Linked DNA regions of Mus musculus: region 2 is linked to region 1. A link is a contact called in public promoter capture Hi-C data. All regions are on one chromosome and are shown on one strand. The core of a region is the stretch at or near the end of the contact, and the rest is flanking DNA. Distances in the headings are between cores, read along the strand shown. Region 1 holds the start of Ubxn11 (UBX domain protein 11). Region 2 holds the start of Trim63 (tripartite motif-containing 63).

What was found. Capture Hi-C pulls out chosen DNA fragments and counts their contacts.
Region 2: a promoter capture Hi-C map of pancreatic islet shows a contact between it and region 1. The contact joins the promoter of Trim63 here to the promoter of Ubxn11 in region 1. A contact is called at or near these places in 4 of 39 promoter capture datasets (the 3T3-L1 cell line, 3T3-L1-derived adipocytes, liver and 1 more), 3 of 484 Hi-C or Micro-C datasets (cerebellum, cerebral cortex and myocytes), 2 of 115 datasets of contacts at active chromatin or transcription factors (microglia and pancreatic cancer cells) and 3 of 9 other capture datasets (adipose tissue, liver and pancreatic islet).

Annotation. Positions count from the first base shown.
Region 1 is chr4:134,099,731-134,106,579 of GRCm38.p6, forward strand. Ubxn11 (UBX domain protein 11) reads left to right here and starts at 2,853. Exons shown (of 15, transcript NM_026257.3): 1 at 2,853-2,918.
Region 2 is chr4:134,310,384-134,316,745 of GRCm38.p6, forward strand. It overlaps Trim63 (tripartite motif-containing 63), which reads left to right and starts at 4,737. Exons shown (of 9, transcript NM_001039048.2): 1 at 4,737-4,999; 2 at 6,004-6,176. The coding sequence starts at 4,841.

The DNA.
Region 1 (6,849 bases), core at 1,603-4,102:
GGATTTGAACTCAGAACCTCTGGAAGAGCAGTCAGTGCTCTTACCCGCTGAGCCATCTCTCCAGCCCAAGAGGTATGATTTAATAGCACCATAGAGCACTCAAGCTATATCTTTGTTGTTACTGCTGTTTTTGAGACAGCCTACCTGACAGTGTAGCTCAGGCTGGCCTCAAGCTTCTATTAAGGTAAATCACCCATCCATCCATCCATCCATCCATCCATCCATCCATCCATCCATCCATCCACCAGCTCACCCATCCATCTGTCCATCCATCCATTCATCCATCTACCCTCCTATCCATCCATCCATCCATCCATCCATCCAACCATCCATCCATCCATCCATCCAACCATCCATCCATCCTTTTGTTCATTTACTCTTCAAATTTACTTATACTTACCAGCTTGGGCAAGATAAAGGAAGAGGGGACCCTCCCCTTGAGGACTTCATAGGCCTGTACTAGGGCAGGGTGTCTATAGGTCACAAAACTGGATGGGAAGGTGACCATGGCATCGGGCTGTAAAGTAGAATGTAACCCTGCTTAAGAGAAGGGAGAAGGCCCAGAGCTGGTATCGCTAGGGTTTGAAGGAGAAGCAATGGAAGGTGTTCCAGAAGAAGCCCAACACTCGGGAGGAGCTTGCTGTTCCTGGAGCATGAGGAGGGTGGAGGGCGGGACTTTGACTATAGAGGCTTCAAGTATCCTAAGCTGGGGGTGATGGGCATTCATCAGAGGTGGGGGCTGTAAGGGTGGCAAAGGCGGAAGAGGAGGAGTACAGAGAGCACAGTTGTCTCCTCAGGGACTCTGTGGGCTTGAAAGACTCCCTCTCTCTGCTTCCTTCCTCCCAGAGCTGCTAGCTCTCAATAAACTCCTTAGCCCCAAAGGAGCCATGTCTGCTAAGCATCTTTCAGTTAATGAGCTAAAAGTCAAGTAGATTCTGTCCACCCAAGAACAGAATTCTGCTCAAGCCCTGGATGGGGTAAAGAGGCAGCCAGAGGAGCTACATCCCAGAAGTGAAGAAGGAGTCCTGGGTGGTGTGGAAGTTATGTAGACCCATCTCCAGGGGCTCCTAGCATTCAAGGCTGGAGACCCCAGAAAGTTTTCCAGGGTCTCTAAGATGGTACATTGAGTGACAAGGGCTGAGAAAGTAACCCTGAGGAGAGTTTAGCGGTGGTTCTCAACCTTCCTAAGGCTGTGACCCTTTAATCTGGTTCCTCTTGTCGTAGTGAGCTCCAACCGTAAATTTATTCCATTGCTACTTCATAACTGTATTTTTGCTACTATCTAATATGCAGGATATCAGGTATGGGGCCCCAAACTGGGTCACAAGCCACAGGTTGAGACCTCTGGATTAGAGTCTTCATGTTTTTCTTCTTCCTTTTTTTTTTTTTTTTTTCCAGACAGGGTTTCTCTGTGTAGCCCTGGCTGCCCTGGAACTCACTCTGTAGACCAGGCTGGCCTCGAACTCAGAAATCCACCTGCCTCTGCCTCCCAAGTGCTGGGATTAAAGGCATGTGCCACCATGCCCGGCTCTATGTTTTTCTTTTTCTTTGTGTTTTTTTAAAGACAGGGTTTCTCTGTGTATCCCTGGCTGGCCTGGAACTCACTCTGTAGACCAGGCTGGCCTCGAACTCAGAAATCCACCTGCCTCTGCCTCCCAAGTGCTGGGATTAAAGGCATGTGCCACCATGCCCGGCTCTATGTTTTTCTTTTTCTTTGTGTTTTTTTTAAGACAGGGTTTCTCTGTGTATCCCTGGCTGGCCTGGAACTCACTCTGTAGACCAGGCTGGCCTCAAACTCAGAAATCTGCCTGCCTCTGCCTCCCAAGTGCTGGGATTAAAGGCGGGAGCCACCACACCTGACCTGGTTTTGTTTTTCTAAACAGGGTTTCTTTCTGTAGCCTTGGCTGTCCTGGGGCTCACTCTGTAGACCAGGCTGGCTTCGAATTCAGAGATCCTCTTGCCTCTGTCTCCTGCTGGGATTAGAGACAAGTGCCACCACCACCTGGCAAGAAATATTTTGAAAACATCTATAGAGGTGTTTGATAAGTACTTTGCATTACCCTCCTAATGGCCAATCCCAGCAACCTTGTCAGGTAGGCCGTATTTTCATTTTACAAGCGAAGAAAAGGAGATGTGAATGTGCTCAAAGTTACCCTGTCTGTACAGGTGAGGACCCAGTGCAGTCCTAACTAAAGTATCTCTAGTACTTTGGTGCTATTAGGATAATTTTAGTTTTCAGTTAATATCTATTTGGTCACTTATTTCGTGTTGCATCTGGACAGTGCTCCTGCAGAAATCGGAAGACAGATCCAGGAGCCGTTTTCTCCTGCCATGTGTGACCTGATCGAACTTGGTCTTCAGCTTGGTAGTAAGACCAAGACTTAGTACCCGTTGAGCCATCTAGCTATGAGGCTGAGGGAGGGGAAATTACTCGTCATACTGGAAGTGAAGGGTCACCCAATTATTCTACTTAGGAACTAGAATTAGAACTTTCCTGCAGTGCATCATCTAGTCCATAAATTAGAGGGGGGAAATGAGATTTAAATATTTATTAAGTCACCTGCATCATTTCCATTCATCTTTGCATGATCAGGTGGGAAAACAAAGGAAACATGATTTCTTCAAGATCAAATAGCACAATATTGACAACGTCGGGTTCAACATCTTCAGGTCTAGAGGCTTCTAGGGACCAATCTCTTGAACTCAAGACCCGGCCTCAAGAACGCCCTCTGACCTCTTAGAGCGGTGCATTCTGGGATTTGAAGTCTCACGTGCAACCCTATGCCCGTCTTCACTGCCCTCTGGTTCGTTAGAGAGCCTCTCGGAATTAGCCAATGAGAAGTGCTCGGGTCCTGGTCGCCTGGGAAACCCCGAGACAACAAGATGGCGGCGCCGCGGGACGGCTCGCTGGCCCCGTGGTGAGTGCCATCTCCGGGCCTTTCTGCCCCGCTAAGTCTTCCCGCAGGCCGCGGCCCTCGTCCTGACTCCGAGGGTCGGCGACATGCATGACTTGGCTCAGGAGGGAAGTGGGGACCATACTCACCGTGTCCGCGCGTGGAGGCGGGACAGGCGGCGGAATCCTGGGGCGGGCTTTGGGCGCACTAACCTTCTTAGTGCCAACGTGCCCAGCAAAGGATTAGGAGGATGTCGCGCAGCTATCAGGCTGTCGCCTGGTGTGTCGAGTGATAACTGCCTAGGGCAGCACTCAGTTTGGTCCTTCAGATGAAGAAACAAAGGACACGTTTGTAACCCTCACCGGAGGCGACAACCGTATCTTTACAGACTTAATGGGTTGTGACATAGGCCTGCACTCTATGTAGGGGCCGAGGAGAGAGGACTGGAGTACGAAGCCTATCTGGCTACATTGCGAGTCCCAGGCCAACCAGGGTAAATCAGCGAAACTTTACCTTAAATTAAAAAAAGTAAAATAAAACAAAGCCAGGAGTGGTGGCTCACACCTTTAATCCCAGCAAAGTTTGAGGCCAGCCTGGTTTAACAGAGTGAGACTCTTGTCTCAAAAACAAAAAACAAATAACTAAACAAAATAGAAGCTGGGCCTGGTGGTCTGCAGACGTGTAAAGCTACTCAGGAGGCTGAAACAGGCGGAGCACATGTTCAAAGTCAGCCTGGACTTTAGAGCCAGTTCAAGGCCAGTGGGGGCAAAGACCTTTATATATATTATATATTTATTATTATCATTTCATACATATATGTGTCTGCATGTGTGTATGTGTACCACATGCATGTCTGGTGTCAAAGGAGGCCAGAGGAAGGCATCACCGTCCCTGGAACTGGAGTTACAAGAGGTTCTGTTCTGAGCTGCGATGCAGTTACTGGGAACCAAACCGAGGTTCTTCAAGAGCAGCAATTGCTCTTAACCTCTGAGCCATTTTCAAGCTTAAGACTTTATTTCAAGCTGGGCATGGTCGCGCACGCCTTTAATCCCAGCACTTGGGAGGCAGAGGCAGGCGGATTTCTGAGTTCCAGGCCAGCCTGGTCTACAGAGTGAGTTCCAGGGCAGCCAGGGCTATACAGAGAAACCCTGTCTCGCTGGTTGAGGCCAGCCTGGGCTACACATTTTGGGCTGGTGAGATGGCTCAGTGGGTAAGAGCACCCGACTGCTCTTCCGAAGGTCAGGAGTTCAAATCCCAGCAACCACATGGTGGCTTACAACCATCCATACGAGATCTGACTCCCTCTTCTGGAGTGTCTGAAGACAGCTACAGTGTACTTACATATAATAAATAAATAAATCTTTAAAAAAAAAAGAAAAGAAAAACTAAAAATAAATTTAAGGGGCTGGAGCGATGGCTCACCAGTTAAGAGCACCGACTGCTCTTCCAGAGATCCTGAGTTCATTTCCCAGCAACCACGTGGTGGCTCACAACTATCTGTAATGGGATCCGATGCCCTCTTCTGGTGTGTCTGAAGACAGTGACAGTGTACTCTCATATATAAAATAAATAAATCTTCAAAGTCAATAAACAAATTTAAAGGGACCGAGTGTCTTGCTCAGCGGTAGATCCTCTCAGCCCCCAGTGCCAAAACAGCAACAAGAAAATATCTCTGGCCCAGGGGAGCGAGAAGGCACAGTGGTGCCCAGGAGAAATCCCCAGACTGAAGGCACTAGCTAGGTCTTATCCACAGGGCCCAGGGCTCACAGGACGGGCAGTGTAAAAGCTCCCGAAGAATTGTCCTGTGTCACAGGAGAAAAGAACCCACAGCAGAGACAGGGTGGCATTTGACCTGAAGGGTTTGGGAGCTGATAGAATGGAGAGAGGCTAGAGAGAGGAAAACGGTGCCCTTGGGTGATGGGTCCCATGAAGAAGGGAAGATGGAGGAGGTGAGTCTCTGGGGCAGTGATTTTTCTGTGGTGGTTTTACTGATAACAGAATTGATACAGCCCGCACATCACTCTGCACTTTGTAAATTCTAGTCATTTTTTATAAAGATTTATTTATTTATTTTATGTATGTGAGTATACTGTAGCTGTACAGATTAGATGGTTGTGAGCCTTCATGTGATTGTTGGGATTTAAATTTTTAGGACCTCTGCTCACTCCGGTCAACTCTGCTCGCTCAGTGCCTGCTTGCTCTGGCCCAAAGATTTATTTATTATTATTATACATAAGTACACTGTAGCTGTCTTCAGACACACCAGAAGAGGGCGTCAGATATCATTACAAATGGTTGTGAGCCACCATGTGGTTGCTGGGAATTGAACTCAGGACCTTCAGAAGAGCAGTCAGTGTGCTTACCCGCTGAGCCATCTCTCCAGCCCCAGTCCTAGTCATTTTTATGCTTCATTTATAGGAAATGTTCAGAATGGGCAGATGTATCAGTAGCCACCAAACAAAAAATCAACCAAACAAAAAAAGAAGTGTGAAACTTGGCAAGCTGACAGCAGGGCCAGGCTTCTGCCGCCACGGCCATGTCTGAGCACCAGCATTCCATCCTCAGCATCCACAGGATGGAAAGAGAAAACCAATTTCTTCAGCGTTATCCTCTGATTGCCACACGCATTTAATGGTGGGCATGGGCCCATCTATACAAATGAATAAACAAATGCTCAAAACAATATAAAAACACATGGCTCGGGCCACCCCATGCTGGGGAAATGCAGGCACTTGGGTCCCTGGGGCTTGCTGCTTGCCAGCTTAGATTGTTTCACAAGTTCCAGTCTAGTGACAAACCCTGTATGTAATTTTAAAAATAAATAGAAGTGTGGAGAGCGCCTGGGGGCAGGACTCCTGATGGCCCTCAGAGCACTGCTCCTGTTTGTGAGTCCCATGGACACACAAATAAAGAGTGGTGGCAGTTGAAGGACGGTGACACCGGGAGACTGAGGCAGGAGGATCACGAGTTAGTGGCTGACCTGGATTAGCTAGTAAGACCTTGTCTCAACAACAATCAAACAAAACCCCAAAGCATTAAAAAAGAACTCTTGCCAGATGTTGGCAATGGCGCACGCCTTTAATCCCAGCACTTAGGAGGCAGAGGCAGGCGAATTTCTGAGTTCAAGGCCAGCCTGGTCTACAAAGTGAGTTCCAGGACAGCCAGGGCTACACAGAGGAACTCTATATCTAAACAAACAAACAAATGGAAAAACAAACAGAAAAACTTTTAATTTTATACTTTGAAATGATGAAGTTTATGAAGTCTGACTAGGTAAAGCTAAGTAAGAAGAAAGGTAGTTGGCTAGTATCTGATTCCACAGAGGTAAGTAACTTTATCAAAGAAAATTCCAGAGCTGAGCAGGAATGGTGGGTCATTTCTCTACTCCTGGCACTCAGGAAGCAGAAGCAGGTGAGACCTCTGACTTCTAGACCGACCAGGGCTACATACTGCGACCTTGTCTTAATAAATAAATAAATAAGGAAAGGAAGAAAGAAAATTCCAGATGAAAGCACTGGTTGGCCAGCAGTCCCAGCCAGTGGGGGGGGGACGGGACGACTGTGACTTGGGCTGTAGCAGGAGGCCCGTGGGGAGGGAAGGGGCTGCTTGGTGATGATGGTGGTTAAACCCTATCTGTCCCCGTTATCAGATGGCGCCAGCCTGTGCCTCACTCTCTGTTGTGGTTGTGTTGATGGTGACTGTAGGAGGAAGCTTGGTGACGGGCACCACAGGGCCTCTCATCTCAGAACCACTGTCCTGTGACTGATAACTTCCAAATAAAAAGCTAAATTATGTCCTAAGAACAAATAGAAGGGACTTTGAGGGGTTAGCTTAGCCAGAGGAAGAGTATATGGCTGAGGAGAGACCAGGCTGCCGACTGACCAGGATCCCTGTGTGCAAGTCTTGGCTCAGCTGTCTTCCTGGCAGGGAGAGTCAGGTAGGTAGGGATAAGTTG
Region 2 (6,362 bases), core at 3,487-5,986, 210 kb after region 1:
AGTTTGTTTGGTCCGGTGATTTGGGCTGACTCTTCCCCGAGAGTGATGTCAAAGCCTATGACCTAGCAAAACAACTGTTCCTCCCTGTTCCTGTTCCCGAGGGAATGTCCAGAGCAGACGCACAATGATCCCCGAATCCAGGGAAGGGAAACAGGTGGGAGCAGGAAGACACCTGAGATAGATCTGCTCCGTGGCGTGCTGTGATAAACCAGGGAAACATTTTAGCAAGCCAGAAACAGGGGGGCGTGAAAGGGAAGATGGGGTGACTCCTTCCCCTGTGGCACCACCACCCCGTAATTTATCATCTTGGGACAACTCCAAGAATAGGTCATTGGGGACAAAAAAAAGACCCTCGGGGATCCACTCCACCAGACTTTTGGCAGATGAAGCCACTGGTCATGGGTGTGGCCTACTGGGTATCACATTGCGAGTTTTGCTCAGAGGGAGTCACAGCCTAGGTTCTGGCCTTGGGCCGGGGTTCTCTCCTATGAGCCAAGAGGCCTCAAACTCTCAGGTTTCTGAAAAGTCCCTTTTCTAGTGACAATCCCAAAGAGCACAGACTTAGGGAAGTTCCAGCGCTACCAGCACCAGTTGTGGATATGCGGTAACTCCATACAGCAGTCTGTTCCCCGGCGGTAAAATGGAGACAACGATCAGGACCCATGTAGTTGAAAATTCCAGCCAAGCCCATTAGTGCAGATCTATAACCTCAGCTACTTGGAGACTGAGGCAGGAGAATCAAAAGCTGAAGCAAAAAAGGTGAGCTGAGGTCAACCCTCTTATCCTGGCAATACCTCATTTTACAAAAAGAAAGAAAGGAAAAAAGGTTGGCAACATGATTGTTTAGTCTAGTAAGAGGTTTCTCCCTGGAGTCCACGGCCTCTCTCCCCAGCCACGCACGTTGACCAGGTTTACAGAACCAGCCACAAGTTCACCGTGATGCATTATGGTACCCTGTACTTGTAATCCCAGCACTTGGGAGGCAGAGGCAGGTGGCTCCCTGTGAGTTCACAGCCAGCCTGGTCTACATTGTGAGGCTCTGTCTCCCCTCAGAACAGTCCTGGGCCTGACTCTCCACTAATGATTTGTATCGATCTCTTCTGTTGTCCGTCCCATGGCTTTCTAGTTTGTTCTGATGTTTCTAGCTTGTCACTGGTAGTGATTTGGCTTATAACTTCCTGGCGATGCCAGCGGCCGTCACTTGCTTCTGATGGAGCTTGGCCAAGTGACTGTGACTGTGTGCGTGTCTCTGAACCTCTGCAGATCAGCTGGAAGCAGGTGCCACTCTCTGTCCCACTGAGTCACTTGGAAGGACAAAAAGTATGGAAAAGTCTCAGTGCAATGCGCAGCCCATAATAATCACTCAGCAATTGTTTTAACTCAGGAGTACAGGTTTGAGAGTCGCCCAGCCATTTGTGGCTGTGTGACATGGGCCAAATCAGCTACCTCTCTGGACCTCATTTCCTACTGGGAGAGGAAAAACACAGCTCTCCCCGAAGGACAGGTGTGAAGCTCAAATGACCAGCCGTGTGTGGCTGCCCAGCGCCGCCCATGTGGGAACTTCCCCATCTCACCCTTTGACTTTCAGAGGCGATAGCCTTACCAGCGTCCAGGCTGGAGGCTGTGCCACTGTCCGTTTGCTGGGCCTCTGCACCTGGCCTGCCCAGTGTGGCTGAGGAAGTCAACAGGAAGCTGTGAATGGCTCCTCCCAGGTGACAAGTGTGTCCAGGGCACAGACAGCAGCAAGGCTCGTCCTCCTTAGACACCACTGTTCTAAACCCTCTCTCCCACTGCTCAGTTCTCATCTCCTCTCCACCTCCCCTCGGGTGGTCTGAACGAATCAGCTTGTCCCAAACACACCTCCACAGAGACACGAGCTCCGACAGGGCTGTGTCTCAGAGCCACCATTGCTGGCTGTGTGACTTTTCACGGGTTGCTTTGCCTCTCTGTGCCTGACCTGTCTGTCCATGAATGGGGGCTCGACGGTTCTCCCACTGTGGACTGTTCAGCTGATGAAATGAATCAGGGCAAGCGAGTGCTTAGCACAGTGCCTGGCATGTAGCAAGAGTTCAGCAAACACTGGCCACCAGGATTTGGGAATGAGAGGAACTGTTGACACGTCTTCACACTACAGCCCAGGGTGACCTTGAACTCAAGTCCTCCTGCCGAAATCACCATGCCCTTTGTTTCAAAGACCTCCTTCTATAATCTTGTTGGGACTGGTTCCTCCTCATCTCCCTTTTCCTGAGACTGGCCCCTCTACTCTTAGGTCTCCCCCTAAGGTTTTTTTATTCCCTGGGGTTGGGTGGAGAATTGAACCTAAGTCCTAATCCCATATGCTAGGCAAATGCTCAATCACTAAGTCGTATCTTTGGCATTCTTTTTCTTCTAACCCCCTCTAAAAAGGACTCATTTATTTTTATTCTTCATATGGATGTTTTGCACGCATGTATTTCCATGCACCATGTGCAGCCAGAAGTCGTATCAGATCCCCTGGAACTGGCGATACAGACAATTGTGAACCACCATGTGGGTGCTGGGATTTGAACCCGGGTCCCCTGAAAGAGTAACTAGGGCTCTTAACCTCTGAATTATCTCTCCAGCCCCTACTATTTTAAATTTTTCATTTATTTTATTTTTATGTGTATGAGTGTTTTGCCTTTATGAGTGTATGTGCATCATAAGCATGCAGTGCCAATGCTGGCCAGAAGAGGGAGCCAGACTCCCTGGAAGGGGAATAACTGTTGTGAGCTGCCATGTGGATGCCAGGAACTGAATCCTGGCCTTCTGCTCTGTCTTTTTACTTTTAAAAATGCATTTTTCAGCCGGGCGTGGTGGCGCACGCCTTTAATCCCAGCATTTGGGAGGCAGAGGCAGGCAGATTTCTGAGTTCGAGGACAGTCTGGTCTACAGAGTGAGTTCCAGGACAGCCAGGGCTATACAGAGAAACCCTGTCTCGGAAAACCAAAAAAACAAACAAACAAAAAAAACGAAAAAAAAAAAAACCCAAAAAACAAAAACAAAAACAAAAAAAAACAAAACCAAAAAAACCAAAAAAACAAAAATGCATTTTTCAAGGAGGAGGTAGTTTAATCCCAGCACTTGGGGTGGGGCAGAGGCAGGTATTTACACAGCAAGTTCCATGACAGCCAGAACTACACCAGAAACTCTGTCTCTTAAAATCTAAAAGACAGGGGCTGGTGAGATGGCTCAGTGGGTAAGAGCACCCGACTGCTCTTCCAAAGGTCTGAAGTTCAAATCCCAGCAACCACATGGTGGCTTACAACCATCCGTAATGAGATCTGACTCCCTCTTCTGGAGTATCTGAGGATAGCTACAGTGTACTTACATGTAATAAATAAATCTTTAGGAAAAAAAAAATCTAAAAGACAAACAGAAAAAAACAAAACAAAACTTATTTTAATACCTGTTATTTTGGGGTGATGTGGTTTGTGGTGAGGGGTAATGTATAGTGTCAGTATTTTGTTATTTTGTGATAGGGTCTCATGTAGCCCAGGCCAGCTATGAACTCCTGCCTCTGCCTTCTAAATACTGGGGTTATTGGCATGTACCCAGCATGCCTTGCTTTACCTTTTATTCTGAGACTACATGATATCACTATGTAGCTCAGCATGGTCTTATTTTATCTGAGTACACTATTGCTCTCTGCAGACACACCAGAAGAGGGCATCAGATTCCATTACAGATGGTTGTGAGCCACCATGTGGTTGCTGGGAATTGAACTCAGGGCCTCTGGAATAGTCAGTGCTTTTAACCACTGAGCCATCTCTCCTTAGACTTTGTATCCTCTTGCCTCAGCCTCCCGAGGAGGAGCTGGGAATATAGACTTGCAGATCATTGGCTCTTAGAGCTCTGATCACTCCTGTGTCAAGAGAGCTGTATATTCCAGCACCTGGTAGGCTCTTCCTGGGGCCCAAGAATGAACGTGTATGCAGAGAGTCCAGTGGAGCCTCTGGCAGACTTCCGGTTGTCTGGGCAGGGTCTGAGGCAGCACAAGGGTGTTCATGTTTGTCTCCTTTCGGGGCTGTGAGCATGTCAGTGCAGGGAAGACAGATGAACTTGCCAAGACAAGTTGTCAGCCTTGGCAGCAAGCCCCTTTACCACTGAGCCATCCTGCTGGCCCTCAAGAAAGCCTTGCCAGCCTAAGTTCAATGACTGGCTGAGGGCTGTCAGGGTGGGCTGCCCAACATGGAGTCTCAAAAGACTCTACTGAAATGCTTGACTGGAGTCTGAGGCAGGAGAAAGGGCTCACAGAAAGGGCTATCCCAAGGCCTTAGAGCTGTTCAGAATCCAGGAGGGGAACAGATTTAGTTTGATACAGGAGTGCTGGTCTTAAATGCCAGCCCCAACCCCGCACCCCCACCCCCACCCCCAAACCCAGGTTCCATTCCCTTACTCCCAATTGACTGGAGGGGCGGGGATGGGGCAGGGGCGGGGAGTGGGGGTGGGGCGGAGACCAACTTCTGCAGGAAACTAGGGTATCTGGCTCTCCCCTGAACCTGGCTCTGAACAGTCTGTTCTTGTTTACGACCCCCACGGCAGGGCAACAGCGATTGCTCATCCCTGCATGTGATCTGAGAGGGCCAAATCTTTGAGGCCTGGAGGAAACTCAAGCCCTGCCAGCAGCCTGGCTGCGGAATGCTCAGCTGGTCCCCTCCTGGGGCTCATGTGACAGAGGTGCAGCTATAAATATCAGAGGGGCCTCAGACCAAGACAGAAGTCGGGGGTCAGGGGACGAAGACAAAGAGGATCCGAGTGGGTTTGGAGACAAAGACTTGGTGTGACGCAGGTGGGCGAGACAGTCGCATTTCAAAGCAATATGGATTATAAATCTAGCCTGATTCCTGATGGAAACGCTATGGAGAACCTGGAGAAGCAGCTGATCTGCCCCATCTGCCTGGAGATGTTTACCAAGCCTGTGGTCATCCTGCCCTGCCAACACAACCTCTGCCGGAAGTGTGCCAACGACATCTTCCAGGTCAGTGCTAGGCAGGGCCCCGGACCTGGAATCCCCACCCCCTACCCCTGCCCCCAGACCCCCGACAGCTTCTCAGACGCCCCTCCCTCTCAGCCTAGGACACTTCAACCACTTGCTCCATTGAGAAGCTACAGAGACCCCCGGGAAGGGCTAGGGCTGGGGGTAGGGCTGGGGCTAAGGGGTAAAGGAGCGGCTGGGTCCTTCTCTACCCATCTAGTCCCCACCCTGCCCACGGCTCCGCGCTCTGCCTGGACTGCTCGCTCTTGGTTCCCCAGTCAAGAGTCAAATACCTCAAGTGATAAGACGGGAGCTGAGTAGAGAGAAGAGAAAAACCAGGCCCTGCCTAGGGCAAGAGCCAGCTCCAGGGTGGCAGGGGGCCCAGACTTTGGGAGGAGGGTGGCGAGAAGAACATGGTCACAGCAGCATCTCAGAGGCTGCGTGCTCCAACATGGGGGCAGAAGGGACTCCATCTTCCTGAGAAGGGAAAGGGAAGAGTTGAGGCGTTGCACTGGGAAGAGGGTCCGGAGCCACGACAGGAAATGCGCTTCCAAACTCAGGACTAGTTGCATATGCCAATAATCCCAGCAAACCTGAAACCTGAGGCAGGAGGATTGCTAAGAGTGTAGTCTGTGCTACCTAATTAGCTTGAGATAGCAAGACCCTACCTCAAAAACAAAACAAAACAAAATTTAAAATAATATCCTAGGAGCTGGCTCTAATTCTAAGACCTGTGGTATCAGTGGTAAACTGAGGCATAGAAAGATTACAGTTGCTTGTCTTAAATCACATGACTTGAACTCATGTTAGCTGGTACTGATCCTCTTGCCTGTTTGAGTGCTTCAACCAAGATACTTCACCACATGGGTGGGCTAGTTCTAGGTCAAGGCCAGGAACCGGTGGGTGCCCTTTGGTTTGGCCAATGTATCTGGAGCAACTGGGACAAGGAGAACTGAGACTGGAGAGGGTAGGAATGCCGGCCTCATCTTTGCCTTGGCTGTCTGCAGGCTGCGAATCCCTACTGGACCAACCGCGGTGGCTCAGTGTCCATGTCTGGAGGTCGTTTCCGTTGCCCCTCGTGCCGCCATGAAGTGATCATGGACCGGCACGGGGTGTACGGCCTGCAGAGGAACCTGCTGGTGGAAAACATCATTGACATCTACAAGCAGGAGTGCTCCAGGTCAGTGTGCAGCCGAACGGCCCCGCCTCTTCCCCAGGCCCCTCCCACATCCAGGAGCCTACAGCTGCTTTCACCAGCACAGAGAGCCAGCACCCTCTACCGCAGACAGAACCTCAGCTCTTGAGTTCTGGGTATACTGGGGGCGTGAGAAAGCGTCCTCAGAATAGGGTGCAGGGGGCTGTGTGT